Regions from separate parts of the Astyanax mexicanus genome. Here region 1 is linked to region 2. Evidence: chromatin contacts called from public Hi-C data. All regions are on one chromosome and are shown on one strand. The core of a region is the stretch at or near the end of the contact, and the rest is flanking DNA. Distances in the headings are between cores, read along the strand shown. Region 1 holds the start of LOC103040416 (coiled-coil domain-containing protein 122). Region 2 overlaps zgc:65895 (TSC22 domain-containing protein).

Region 1 (7,353 bases), core at 138-2,637, 40 kb before region 2:
GAGGGGAATACCCGGCTGACTCACGCTCCTTCTATCCTGTTATGACTGCAGTCACCGGGGGCCAGACTGATCCTTTTCTGCTGAGCTCAGGAACACAGTTCCTCTACTGTACACTGATTTCTGTTCAGAGGAAACCAGCATGAGAATTACACTGATCCAGCACTGTTCATGCTTAACCTATTGTCTAAATTCAAGATAAATTGAAACTATCTTATAGCAGTAATAAATAGAATACAGCTTCTATGTGCATTACACCAATAACCATTTATACTCTGACATTATGCAACACTGGAATATTCTGTTGGAAATTTAGAAGCTGCACCAAGAATCTGAGTTTCATTAGTTACACACTCTCAGATGAATTACAAAAATAAAGAATGTTCTAGGCTCCTAAGATACACTAACATTTAGAGGACTGTGAAGGCCAATTTAAATCATGCAAGAAAATACCTAACTAGAATTAATGTGGTGAATTACAAAAAAAACTATTACTAGGAAACACACCATGTGTATAATATATATATATTTTATATATTTGCAATGTATGTATCTACAAATGTTAAATGTATATTTTAACACATATTTTGCATATATCATTCAGTCAAACGTTTGGACACACCTTCTCATTCAATGTATTTGTTTATTCATCTTTTCCTACATTGTAAATTAAATCTAAAGTAATCCAGACTATGAATAAACAAATAAGTCACACAAGCCAAACAGATCAAAATAATAAATAATAAGTATTTAGCCAGGCTCTTATCTAGGGAGCTGCTAACTTGCGGTTTCATCATAATAATTTTTTATGGTTCTTAAAATCTTTCTTACAGTTTTTTTTTTTTTTTTTACTTTGTTGAGTACGTAGTTCTTGCCATAATCTGGATTAGAACATTACTTAAATATTCACTATTCACTGTATACCTGTAACTCTACCTCTTCACTACTTTACTGTAACTGATGCTCTCAAACACATTAAGAGGCAAGAAATTAAAAAAAGTAACTCAAATAAATATACTCACTTAAATATAAAACATATTCTGGTTTGTTAAGCATTTTGTTTGTTTACCAAATAATTCCATATGTCTTTCGTCATAGTTTGGTTGACTTTAGTATCAATCTACAATGCAGTACATTAAAAAATAATGAAAAAAAAACCCCAACTCAATTTAATTTTGATGTATATATTAACTTGTCAGATATAACTGCATCTTTACTTTACTGTGTTTCTGTATCTATTAAAATGTTTTTTTTTTTGCCATGTTTAACATATAATACTTCACTTTAGTATATGCTACACTTGAGTGCTTAATATTTCCCTGAATAATAAAAAAAAGTTTTTAATTATTTATAGAATGGTGATAATTTTACTTTACTAAAACGTTCTATCATGTTCTCAAAGAACAAACAAAAATATTTTAAAAATTATTTTATAATAATAATTTCTGTTTTGTGAAGCCATTCGCGTGTCCACAGCTGACAGAAGGCAAAGTGTTAACTAGCTAAGCTATGTCCAACGCAGACAACGCAGAGCTTTCCTGGTAATTTTAAACAGTTTAATACGACTTTTAGTCATTTTTAAACTTTCCAGGAAATAAAATAACTAGTTGAATATTTATAAATATATTTAGAAATATTGTTAATTGTAAAAGGGTTGATTTAATGGATGCTAAGCTAAGTTAGCTAACAGTTACATTTTTACCTCAGTTTGTTTGTTAGTTGTTAGCTAGCTAACGTTAGTAAATGGCTTTAAGCAGATATATCTCAGTGCAGGGTTAACAAAGTCAACGTCTGAAAGTAGCAGAGATAATATACTGTATTTTAAACTGTTCCAGTTCCATATTTGTGTATTTATTTACACTTAAAACTGTATTTTCTCCACAGTGCTGGAAATGAGGACTCTCTGGCCAGCGCACTGCAGGCGGTCTCCCAGCAGGGGGAGTCTCAGGCTGCGGTACTGAAGGAGAAACAGTATGTTCTCCACTCACTGCAGGTTTAACACTTTATATATTATATTACAGTAAAATAGTCACTTATTTGGATGTGTATTTTTAAATAAATGACAAGAAAAAAATGTGGACATGTATTTCTACATTTTAATGAATTTTAATACATTTTACAATTTACAGCTCTGGTAAAAAAAATAAGAGACCACTTAAAAATGATGAGTTTCTTTGATTTTAACAAAATGAAAACCTCTGGAATATAATCAAGATGAAGATGGATGATCACAAGCCATCAAACCAAGTTGAACTGGCTTGAGTTTTTGCACCAGGAGCAGTCCTAAAGCAGTGTGTAAGACTAGTGGAGGAGAACATGATGCCAAGATGCATGAAAAATGTTATTAAAAAACAGGGTTATTCAACCAAATATTAATTTCTGAACTCGTAAAACTTTATAAATATTAACTTGCTTTCTTTGCATTTGAGGTCAAATAAATGCTCTAAAATGACAATATTTCTATTTATAATTTGGGAGAAATGTTGTCTGTAGTTTATAGAATAAAACAACAATGTTCATTTTATTCAAACATAAACCTATAAATAGCAGGATCAGAGAAACTGATTCATAAACTAAAGTTTATTCATAATGTCTATTTCATGTACAATGTTATGAACTGTCTTTTAAATAGACAAATTTAATAATAAATAAGTACATTTAGCAAAAGAAGACATAGAAGTTCAAGGCAAACACATTTTTAGGCAGGAATTAAAGAGGCCAAATGGGAATAGTGGGCTAGAGGAGAAAACTTGCGGGGGACAGAGGGAGTAGTTAGTTAGTTAGAGGTGTTAGGAGAGTAGGTGATCTTTGAAGAGCTACGTCTTCAGGAGTTTTTTAAAGGTAGTGATGGACGCTCCTGTTTTTTATTTTTTTTTTGTTGGGAAATGGGAATGCCATATATTTTCAGGGAAGGAGGGCACCAAAATCAGGATTTAAGATCCCTGTCATATGATCTTGTCGTACTATGCTGGCAAATTCTGATCTGAATTTTTATTTTCTGGAACTGGATTTGCCGCTGCTGACATAACTGACTTAGTTTTTTTATTCATAATGCTACAGGCCACCCTGACAGAGACAGTGAAGAGTTATGAAGAAGTAGCCAATAATATAAAACTGAAGGAGCGACAAATCAATAGCATCACTTGTGAGATTGAAGAGATCCGTAGCCACAACGCTGCCCAGACAATACAAATACAGGCCATCTTAATGGATAATATGAGTTTCAAGCACACCATCGAAGAACAAGAGGAGAAATCTCGGTCCTTGCTGACTGAATACAACACTTACCGCAATCAAATGGACAATTACAAAGTGCGTGTGTCTGAGATGGAGAGCCAATCACATATTTATAAGAAGCTGGTGGAGAAGAGGAAAGAGGTGAAGAGACTGAAGCAGGCCAGAGAGGAACTGAGGATGGATTTACAGAATCCTGAGGGAAACGCAGTTCGTCAGGCTCAGGTGTGTACAGTCCTCCTGAGACAACAACATGACGTAATGTAACAGGATCCACTGATCAGCTATTCAATTAACACCACCACATTGTTTCTACACTTATTTTTCATCTTATCAGCTACATTAAGCATAAAGAAACTCTTTGTAGTTCTATTATTACAGATTAAAATCCTGTATCTGAATTGTGGTGGCAGGTTATGGTGTTAATCTTATGGCTGTTGTAATGTTAGTGCATTTCTATTAAGTTTAAATTAAGCATTTACACTATAAAGGTTTATGTTTATTAAAAAGTGTGGACTAAGAAAGACTGCTTTATTAAAAACGGAATTAAATTATAACAGAATATAAGAAATTAGAACAGAACATATGTTACTTTCTGAAGTGTAAATGCAAAAAGCAAGCATCTGCAGATCTACAGTATCTGCAGGTCCACAAGTTGGAATATAGACAGGCTATTTTTTCCATTTTATTGCTTCCATAAATTAAATAATGGTTAAAAACATTTTACATTTTAATTTATTCAAAATCTCTTTAACGTCAAAGCAAAATAAGTGTCTGTAAAATATTAAATTATATGCTATTCCTCTTTTCCACTTTACTAGTTCAGCCACTTATTAGGTATTGGATTGGGGTTTGGGCTTGACCACTCCAGAATGTTCTTCTTCAAGAAAAATACAGGCAGAATCAGATTGTTCTTCCACAGTTTAATATATTTTTTCTGCATTTATAGCACCCTCTACCTTCACAAGTCTTCCAGGGCTTGCTAACAAGAAGCATCCCCATTGCATGATGCTGCCACCACCATGCTTTTACGGCGGGGATGGATGATTTGTGTATGGGGATGTGCCTTGTTTGGTGTCTGCCATACATACCGTCTGGATGTATAGCAAAAAAGCTTAATTTTAGGTTAATTGTCCAACGGTTCATTGGGAAAACCATAATCAAGATTTATCCATCTTTAATGTTCTCCTCCAGCATCAATGTTCTACCGCAGCACTTATTATTAAGATCTTCCACTAAACGGTTATTTGCTATAGTTAGCTAACCATGCTGAAAAAAACTACACCCAGCCCCATAGGCATTTCATGTGGAGAAGCCATAGGAAAGGTTATGCTCTGTGCTCATTCAGCCCTGCAGCAGAGAATCAGCACGTGAGAGTACAGGCACCAACTGCCTGGACCCCTGTTTAATTAAGTCAGTCACGTTGCATATTAATGCTGCATCTCATTGTGTATTTTAAATTTTGTATAAAAGTTTTATATTTTAATAAAGCCTAATTATATTGATCATGATCCAGTTTTTAAAACAAATTCCCTTTAGAGAAACTCAAAATCCAAAGGCTTAAATGATTTAGCCAGCATGTACAGCTCATGCATGTTATTGGATGTGAATTTCCTGAATAGGTAGCCTTGTAAAAAGTGATTCACAGTAATCAATTTAGATTGTAACGTATGCATAGACAAGCAATTCCAAAGATGGTGCTCCATCACAGCAGAGAAAGCAGTTCCACCGCTCCACAGTCCATTTCCAAGGAGATTTATACCTCACTAGTCAGCACATTGCATTGGCACAGTAAACGCAGGCTCATTTGCAGCTTCTCTAGAGCCGTTTTACTGTCCATGCTTTTCAGTAAGGGTTCATACAGACTGTGTGCAGATAAATACCTGGAAAGTTTTAAATATTTTGTATTGATTGTCTCAATACTTTTGGTTATATCATTATATATACAGTAACTATACAGTGTCTACTTAATAAAACATAACTATAACATGTTATACAGCTCTGTAAAAAGTAAGAGACCACCTTAAAATTATTATTATTTTTTTTTTACCAAATTGAAAAAAACAAATTGAATATAATCAAGAGGAAGATGGATGATCACGAGCCATCAAACCACCAAGCTGAACTGCTTAAATTTTTGCACCAGGAGTAAAGGCATACAGTTATCCAAAAGCAGTGTGTAAGAGTGGTGGAGGAGAACATGCCAAGATGCATGAAAAATACAAATAAAAAACAGGGTTATTTCACCAAATATTCATTTCTAAACTCTTAAAACAAATCAATTATGAATATGAACTTTTCTTTGCATTATAGTTTTCTTTGCATTATTCGAGGTCTGAAAGCTAACATGATATTTTTATGTTGTCTTCAGAGAGACACTGATCACATTAAGGCCAAGATACTTTCCTTAAAAGAACTTGTGGAAGAAAAAAAGATGCTTCTTGAGAAGGAGAAAGAGGTACATTCACAACTGAGAAAAGATATAGAGGTAAGTCTTTAAATACTGGCGTTATGTTGAAAATTATTATGCAAAATCTTGAAAAAAATGTTGCTAGAGAATATTAATATTAAAAAAAGTTATTAAGGGAATAATAAGCATTACAATTGAAATAATAATACATAACAAGGCTGATGGTGTGAAATTAATAGATGTTTTCTTGCTGCTCAGATTCACAACAGAAGATGTGAGGCTATTGTGAAAAGGCTCCGCTGCCAGCTGAACAAGGCTCAGTCCAGCCACAGACAGATAAGCAGTGACATTTTTCACATGGAGAATGAGGTGGAACAATTGAAGAACCAGTTATAAGTATCTCATGTAGAATCAAACAGTGAACCAAACATGAATACTACATGTTGGCAATGTTTTCTGTCTTATAACTTCAATAATTTATATTATTATCCATAATTCCATTTAAAGACTTTTTCTAATATGTTCTTTTGAGACCAAATGACCTTTTCTGTGTGCACTGTTAGTGTTTTGAACAGCTGAGGGCAGCAGTTTCAACCAAATGAAACCTATAGTTCTTTTTAAGGCACAGTTTTTCTAAAACTGTTTGCAGTTTAAATGCAGCTTATTGTCAGACCTTTTCTTTAAATTTGACCAGAAAAAAAAAAAAAAAAAAAAAAAAATATATATATATATATATATATATATATATATATTACCAAGGTCTCCTGTTGATGTGTTTGTTTTTAAAATCATTCAGACTAGAATATAAATTTGCATTGCTGAAAGTTAGCCTGCAGCCAGTGAGGTGATGTGAGTTGACAGTATCTGAACTGGCAGTCTCACTGAACACTAATGAGGGCGTGACGAGGTATCTGCCAGCTTATTACATCTCCCAGTTCATTTCGTGCCCATCCCAGTTTTCTTTTACCATTTTCTCAGCAGAGGAGGCTTGTTTTCTCTGGGAAAATGCTTCAGGTGTTCTTAACTGACAAACTCATACTGTCCTAGTTATGATTTGAAATGCCCAACTACAGTTTCAGAATCAGTTTCTCTGATTTTTTTATTTATATGTATATGTTTGAATAAAATGAACATTGCTGTTTTATTCTATAAAATATGGACAACATTTCTCCAAATTCCAAAATTCCAAATAAAAATATTGTCATTTAGACCATTTATTTGCCGAAAATGAAAAATGGCTGAAATAACAAAAAAGATGCAGAGCTTTCAGACCTCAAATAATGCAAAGAAAACAAGTTCATATTCATGAAGTTTTAAGAGTTCAGACACCAATATTTGGTGGAACAACCCTGGTTTTTAATCACAGTTTTCATGCATCCTGGTATGTTCTCCTCCACCAGTCTTACACACTGCTTATAACTTTATGCCTTTACACCTGGTGCAAAAATTCAAGCAGGCAGTTCAGTTTGGTTTAATGGCTTGTGATCATCCATCTTCCTCTTGATTATATCCCAGATGTTCTCAATTTGGTTAAATCGAGGAAACTCTTATTTTAAATCAAAGGTCTCTTATTTTAGCCAATAGTTTTTAAATGGGAGAACTTGTTTTCAGCCCATATCGAAGGTTTAATTCCGGTAATCTCAGTATAAAACCTACTAAAAAACAGGTGAATCCTTAAAATAAACACAGATTAAAAAGCTGATCTGTGTTGC
Region 2 (7,412 bases), core at 862-3,361:
ACCCCAATCTCAGTCTGGGGGATTTATACACCTCTATCCCACGCCTGGTATTGGGCACGGTGGCAATAAATTCATGTTAACCTGCACCAAACTAATTTTATCTTATTCTATCACACATACTTTAACAGGGACTGGCCAAGCTGTGCGTGTTCAAATTTTTACATATTTGTCAGCTATAGGTGCAACTTAAAGCAGCTGAATGCATTTATTAATAAGGCTGCAATGATTAGTTAAAAAGTTTAAAATCTGTTGAATCCAAATGTTCATTGACGGCTAATCTTTAATATGCAGCACTACACAAAGTACTTCAGACACCAACACAATATATACTCAATTTATACTGTGTCTCCAAAAGTGCCCAAACACGACAGATTACACATTTCCTCACTTAATATAAGCCCTTTGCACATTTAAAGGACAATGTTCTGGACATTAACATCTGTTTAACAAAATTGACAATAATGGCAGATATGGAGTTTTAGTGCGTTTTCACACTGGTCTGCTTTCACACAGAATAATTTCATTTAAAGCCTGGATTTATTGTGCAGTTTTCATTATTTTCCTTGTATACAAACACTCAATAAGTGAAAAACAGTGATTCTAAAGTCATGGCATTAGTGCTTTGCCTGAAGCAAAGAGATCTAGCCATCAGTTCTCTGAACCACTCCCACTTGAAACTACTTCTACACTTGTTTTGACCAAAAGTACCAAACTCTTATAGCAAGTGCAAGTGTGAAAACACCCTTAGAACCATTGCTATTGCATTCTCTTTGACCCCTTTCACACTGCCATGCTGCATGCATGGCTTCTTTTTCCGTTTACTGTGTCGCTATATCAGGACTAGGAAGTGATTTGCGACTTGTCACAATTATACAAAATAACATTTGCTGTTGTCAGGTTTGTCCGGTATCACCTTCCCACCACAATTTCACAAAGTTAGAAAGTTAGCATGCCAACTTGTGAAACAAAGCATTTTAACTAAATTCGAAATGGAGAAGTGAGAGTTCTCATGTCGGCTAGGTCATCCTCCCTTGTTGCGACTGCAGGATTAGCACAAACACAAACACCAGCCTTGTTCAACATCACTACTGTGGCGTAGTCATGGCTTACTTTCCTTAATGGAAAGATAAAACTAGTGTACTTTACTTGGCAGGGAAACATGAAGTGGTAGATGAAATGCTTCAGTAATTTTTGTCATAGCACCCAATCTCAACTATTCCATTGTTGAAACACCATTAATCAATTTTATCTAATCAATGGTGATTTGACAAAACCAGCCAATTTCTGATCCAGGTCTTGAGGAGCAAGGTAAGGCAAATGTGGAGCCAATCAGAGGTTCCCTAGATTATTATGCCCTCCCACTGAACTGTTCTGTGGGAGCTTTCTCTGATTTTGCTATTAATAGGTTTATGTTTGAGTAAAAAGAAAATTGTTGTTTTGTTCTATAAACTACAGACAACATTTCTTTGCAGAAATTGAGAAATGGCTGAAATAACAAAAGATGCAGAGCTTTCAGACCTCAAATAATGCAAAGAAAACAAGTTCATATTCATAAAGTTTTAAGAGTTCAGAATATAATCAATATTTGGTGGAATAACCCTGGTTTTTAATCACAGTTTTTTTCATGCATCTTGGCATCATGTTCTCCTCCACCAGTCTTACACACTGCTTTTGGATAACTTTATGCTGCTTTACTCCTGGTGCAAAAATTCAAGCAGTTCAGTTTGGTTTGATGGCTTGTGATCATCCATCTTCCTCTTGATTATATTCCAGAGATTTTTAATTTTAATTTTTTAAGTGGTCTATTTTTTTTCCAGAGCTGTATGCACTTATAAATTAACTCAATCTCCAAACAAAGAACCAAAGAAAAATGCAATATATATATATATAATATAATTAATATTTTCTACAACAACACAATTCCATTGCATATATAAAGCGTACAACCATTACTGTAGCATAAAATGGCCAGCACTGACTACACTGCAGCCCCTTTCTGCTTCACGTAGGGTGCCAGCATTGTTTGGGTGATAAGCCTGGAATGATTCAGCGTTTCCAAGGCGACTAAGTTCTAGATGACGAAGCAACGGCTGAGACAGAGAACGAGCAGGTTGAGGCTGAAGGACACTTACTGAGCATTTTTTTTTAGCTTACTGCACTGCTGTTGCTTCAGCCGCCTCAGGAGTGCCAGAAATTGGAACAGACGGAATAGAAAAGGTTGTAGCATCATTAAACATACAGTGTAAGGGGTTATCCAGGGATACAGCGCTAGCGCTTGCATTAGCCTGAATGAAACAGCATACTCTGTGAATCAGCAATGGTGTTCAATTCCTAAGAGCCTCTGCCTCTAAAACAGGCTGAACCAGGTTTGAAAGGAAGGGAGTAAAGAGAGGCATTATTATATGAGTTTGACTTGGATTAGTCTGTATTATCACTTCTTACTGATATACCAGTGACCATAATAACAAACCCCCGACACCTACGCCTCCACATTGCTGTTTTTGGTTTCTTTATGACATCATCAGTGACATTAATGAGTCATATAGAGAAACAGCTGAAGCTATATTGCCTTGGTGACAAAACACACTGACTCAATGGCTGTGACTGTGAATTCTTGTTTATGTTTTAGAGCACTAATTACAATGTTGGGCTCTTTTTACTGAGCTTCCAAATTATAAAGTGGAATTCGAAAATGTGATTTTAAGGATGCTATGATTTCCCACAATGCATACATAATTTCTAGCCAAAAACAGTGAGCTGGATTTGGACCAAAAGGTATTGAAAGTCTCGTTGCTAAGCAAAAGACATGTATAAGCTCATATACAGCTCTGAAAAAATAAGAGTTTCTTTGGTTTTACCAAATTAAAAAAACTCTAAAATATAATTAAGAGGAAGATGGATGATCACAAGCCATCAAACCACCAAACTGAACTGCTTGATTTTTTTTTACACTGCGAGTGGCATAAAGTTATCCAAAAGCAGTGTGTAAGAATGGTGGAACATGCAAAGATGCATGAAAAAAACTGTGATTAAAAATCAGGGTTATTCCACCAAATATTAACTTCTGAACTCTTAAAACTTTATGAATATGAACTAGTTTCTTTGCATTATTTGACGCACTTTGTTATTTCAATTTGTTATTTCTCTAAATGAAAATACTTTTATTTGGGACAGTGAGACGTAGCAAAAGTCATAGGACACAATACTAGTCCCATGTCCTGTGACTTTTGCCATGTCAGTGTATATTTCTAAGCAACATAACAGTCAAAGATTATGCCATAATCAGCACAATGCTTAACCAAGTCCAATTCAGAACTCAGAGTTTGTATGTTTACAGAGTTTTAAACAGGGTCTAGTCACTCTCATGTTTGTTCATGATGATGCGTGTTGCCAATAAGAAAAGATCTGAATTATTTTTTTTTTTTTTAGTGCTATAAACTTAGTAACCTAAACAGTCCCACCCTATATAGTGCAATACAAAAAAAGAAGTTGGGTTTCATTTTAGTCTCCGCCACTGTTTTCCAGTTTACTTCAGAAACAACCTCTAACAGACATTACAGTAGTTACTGTTAAACCCGAGAGATAAACACCAGGATGATTTACAAAACAAGTAGTAGAATATTTCTAAAAAGAACGGCAGATGTCAATGATACAACATGATGCAGCTATATGATGTGTGGACTTTAAGGTAAAACAATCATCTCAGCAACAAAACAAGTAATAATGTATTGTTCTTCCTAGAGGTGGGCAATAAAAAATATATTATTTTGTGATTGATGAAACACAATACACTTTTCTGCGCATTGTGTGGTCATAATCAGTGTTTAAAGAAAATTAACTAATGGAATATTTCATTACACAAAGTATACTTTAAATTGTTTAACCGGATAACGTGCAGCATATGCTGAATAAATCACTGTATTAAGTATGGGAGAATATTTGAATAGCACTTGAATAGGTGCATATGAGAATATTGCAATAATTGCTGTGTATTCTGAATATGTCTTTAAATATATAATATTACCATATTGCCCACTCCTAGTTCATGCATACTATTTGTGTATCTATTTTGGGATCATCTGAGGTAAATGTGTGAAAGAATATCAAAGAATAATTTTAGATGACAATGACAAGAAAGGTTAATGCACTCAATGTGAAATGTGCTGTGATATGTAAAGGCATCACTCTCAAAAGCAAACGTCAACAGATCACATTCTTTTCAATTAGTGCAGCTCATGTAACTGATAAATCAGTAAACCAGAAATAATGTGATTTGCAACAGAAATGAAAACATATTAATCAGGGCACTTTTAAAGGCAATGGCTAGATTAAAAATGATGATCATAAAGAGTTAAAAATGGAAAGCATAAAAAAATGGAATGGAAGTAGGGAGAGAAAGTAAATAAATTATATACACAGAGAGGGGGAATAGGTTCAGTGAGGAAATCGTGCTATATTTAGAAAGAGCAAACTGGCCTGACACTGACCACTTAAAAGACAACAGAGAGTAGAAGAAAACTAGAGAGTATTAAATAGGAGTGCATGAATAAGGCACATACTTGGCAGCCTGTTCCTGCAAAGACCACTCAGCTGTGTACCAGAAAGGGTGAGGTCTTTGAATATGGTGCACATCAATCATATGCATACTAATATTTAATGTCAAATAGCAGCCAGTCAGCACACTGGGTGTGTATACAAGTGTAGCAAGAATGTAAAAAGGTCATCAACATTCCTTCACTGGATCATATTTGACATCATGACTCTTACCTGTCCTCTTCTGTGCCAGCTGATGCAGCTAAGGCACCGGCATCTCCACTGGCAATGCCCTCTTGTCCAAGTGTGACACCTGCCTCTGATGCAGTCTGTGCAATGAGTCCAGCCACCCCTCCTGTAGCGAGCCGGGGGAGAGACAGCAAAGACTGGTGCTGGAAGAGCAACCGTCCAGCATCTTCAAGCTGGGATGCCGTAAGAGGGGCCATTCCACCATAGTGGCCTCCTGCAGAGGGGAGAAACGACAGGCCGAGGCCACCAGGGTGTCCATGCTGGAGAGAATGAGGAAGGCCTTGCTGAAGATTGCTCTGCAGAGTCGAGGAAGGGATACTGGGTGCAGTCTGGCCTGTAGTCGAGGAGGATGGCTGTGGTTGTTGGCCAACAGCAGCTTGATGTTGCTGCTCTGATGGTACTTGGTGGGGTGGAAGTGTCTGGGCCTGACTTATCGTGCTTCCTTGTGCCAAGACCATTGATGGAACTGGAGCTTGGGGCCTTGGAGATATAGCAGAGCCAGCCACTGGAGTCCCAATTGGAAGGCCAGGTATCTGTGTTGGAACAGATACCTGCTGAGGCTGAGCTGTAGCTTGGATGCCCTGTGAAATCTGGGCATAATCTATAGGTTGTAAACCCTGGTTCACAGGTAAAGCAGCCTGCTGATTTATAGTGTAGCCACTCTGCATTTGGCTTACTTGACCTTCTAGATTGTAAGCAACCTGCTGTTGGGGTCTGGCAAGGGGAGGTTGACCATCAGTAGTTCCCAACAGACCTGGGACTGAAACAACTTGTGGGTTGTTAGATGGAGCTACAGCAGGTGGAACAACAGCATGTGTCCCAGGATCCTGGGGAAGTGTATGAAGCTGAGGAATACCTTGGCTGGGAACAGGCATAGCAGCTGGAGTAAAGACCTGCTGGACAGGCTGTGGTCCTTGATCTCCTCCACCACTCATTGTGCTGCTCGAAGAACCACCACTCGTGCTTTCAGTTTCTGATTGGACAACACTCTCCACAGCTCTGTGTGTGGGTGGTGCATCTGTGGAAGGTGCTGCGACAGGAGCCTCTTTCTCATAAAACTCTGTGCATGTCCATCTTCCCTTTCGGAACGGCTCCGAGCTGGAGTCCAACTTCACAACCCTGAAACGAGATCCAGTGGCTGTTGAAGCAGCAGCAGTAGCTGTATTTGGAGTAGTGTTGGTGGGTGGAGGAGGCTGTGTAGCGTGAGCAGTCATGACGTTTCCCATGACTGCACCTGTTGTACTAGCAGGGAGGCTCCCACCTCCTGGAATCCCTGCTGCTCCACTCACAGAACCTGCAGACACAGAAGATACATGTTGGTTCACAGTAGCTATTCCACTTCCAGTCGCACTCGCCTCCACCACAGCAGCACGGACTGAGGGGACTCTACCTTGGGGTCTACCCTGCACAGCAGCACCAGACTGGGCAGCGGTGGATTTGGCTGGAGCAACACTGGCCCCTGTGGCAGAGGATCCAGACAGCCCTTGAACTGGTTGTGGGGCAGCCACAGGCTGGCTCTGGCTCCCCTGCTCCTTTTGGTGTCCATGAGGCTGGTGGCTGTGGTGATGGAGGCCATGACCATGGTGATGAACAGTCCCGTTCACCATGTATCCTTGTTGAGAGGACTGAGAGTGGGAGTGATGCATCACCGGCTCGTTAGGTGAAACCACTCCTGGAGTCTCTCCTCCATGCAAGCTGTTGAGCGTTTCTTCAGAAGAGCTTCTCTCAGGAATTCCTGGGTCGGTGGCTCGTGACACAGACACGTCAAGGATGTCAGAGGAGGAAAGGTCCTCTGTATGAGACTCATCCATATCATCATAGCTCTCAGTATCATCTGCTATGCTGTTGTTAGTGCTGGCACTGACCTGTGCTGGCAGGACGCTTGTGATCTGAAAGCCACTCTTCTTTTTCACTTGGGCCCCGGCGCTTTGAAGAGTCTGGGTCTGAGCCTGGAGGTGGATATTAAGGCTGTGGGGGGGAGGAGGCTGCTGGTGGGGGCCTGGAGAGGAGGAGGAGGAGGATGATGATCCAGTCGGGGGTTGATGGTGCACTATCAATGGAGTCAGGTGGTCGTCAGTTGTGATAGCAGCATTACAGTTCATGCTGGCCGAGGTGGACGAGGCAGACGTGACACCAGTAGTGCTGCTGCCCGTGTTGCTGCCTCTACGGCTGGTGAAAACTGATGCGTGTGCCATCTTCCTAGTCCCGGGAGAGTCTCCTGTTGAGTCTGAGTGGTGCATTTCGTCTATTTCCACGTTGTTGAGACAGAGACTGAGAAAAGTCTTAGCTAGCACACAGCCTTAGACAGTGACAGCCAATGCAATGACGTCGTTAGCAGTGCAAACTAGCTAACTGTAGATACAGCCCCCATTTATTAGAGAGAATCGCAAAATAAAACACAATAAACGCCCGTGAAAGGCTAAAGACAATACTGAACTATAATAAAATAAAGTGGATAATAATAGTAATCATTATAATCATTAACAGTTTACAAAATGCTAACTTAAACCAGCCTGGTCACTAGCTAGCCACTACAGATATTTAGTTAGTTAGCTAGCTAGCATGCTTAGCAAGCTAACACAGCTAAAATCTATGTAGTTAGCGTTAGCTAGCTAGCCCTGAGCTAGCCA

What was found. A called contact is a pair of places that touch in the nucleus more often than the background predicts.
Region 1: a contact with region 2 is called in a Hi-C map of muscle, with 19 times the contacts expected there. The contact joins the promoter of LOC103040416 here to the enhancer-like site in region 2. A contact is called at or near these places in 2 of 3 Hi-C or Micro-C datasets (both in muscle).

The regions. Positions count from the first base shown.
Region 1 is chr5:55,667,891-55,675,243 of AstMex3_surface, reverse strand. LOC103040416 (coiled-coil domain-containing protein 122) reads left to right here and starts at 1,387. Exons shown (of 5, transcript XM_015604506.3): 1 at 1,387-1,538; 2 at 1,882-1,990; 3 at 3,058-3,456; 4 at 5,603-5,719; 5 at 5,900-6,340. The coding sequence starts at 1,507. The coding sequence ends at 6,037.
Region 2 is chr5:55,628,765-55,636,176 of AstMex3_surface, reverse strand. It overlaps zgc:65895 (TSC22 domain-containing protein), which reads right to left. Exons shown (of 4, transcript XM_007244208.4): 1 at 6,173-7,412; 2 at 4,768-6,076. The coding sequence starts at 7,022. Among protein-coding and RNA genes, the nearest start is that of zgc:65895, 4.5 kb to the right of the region's middle. Within about 2 kb of position 2,111, the one cell type or tissue checked has an H3K27ac peak away from gene starts, as active enhancers do.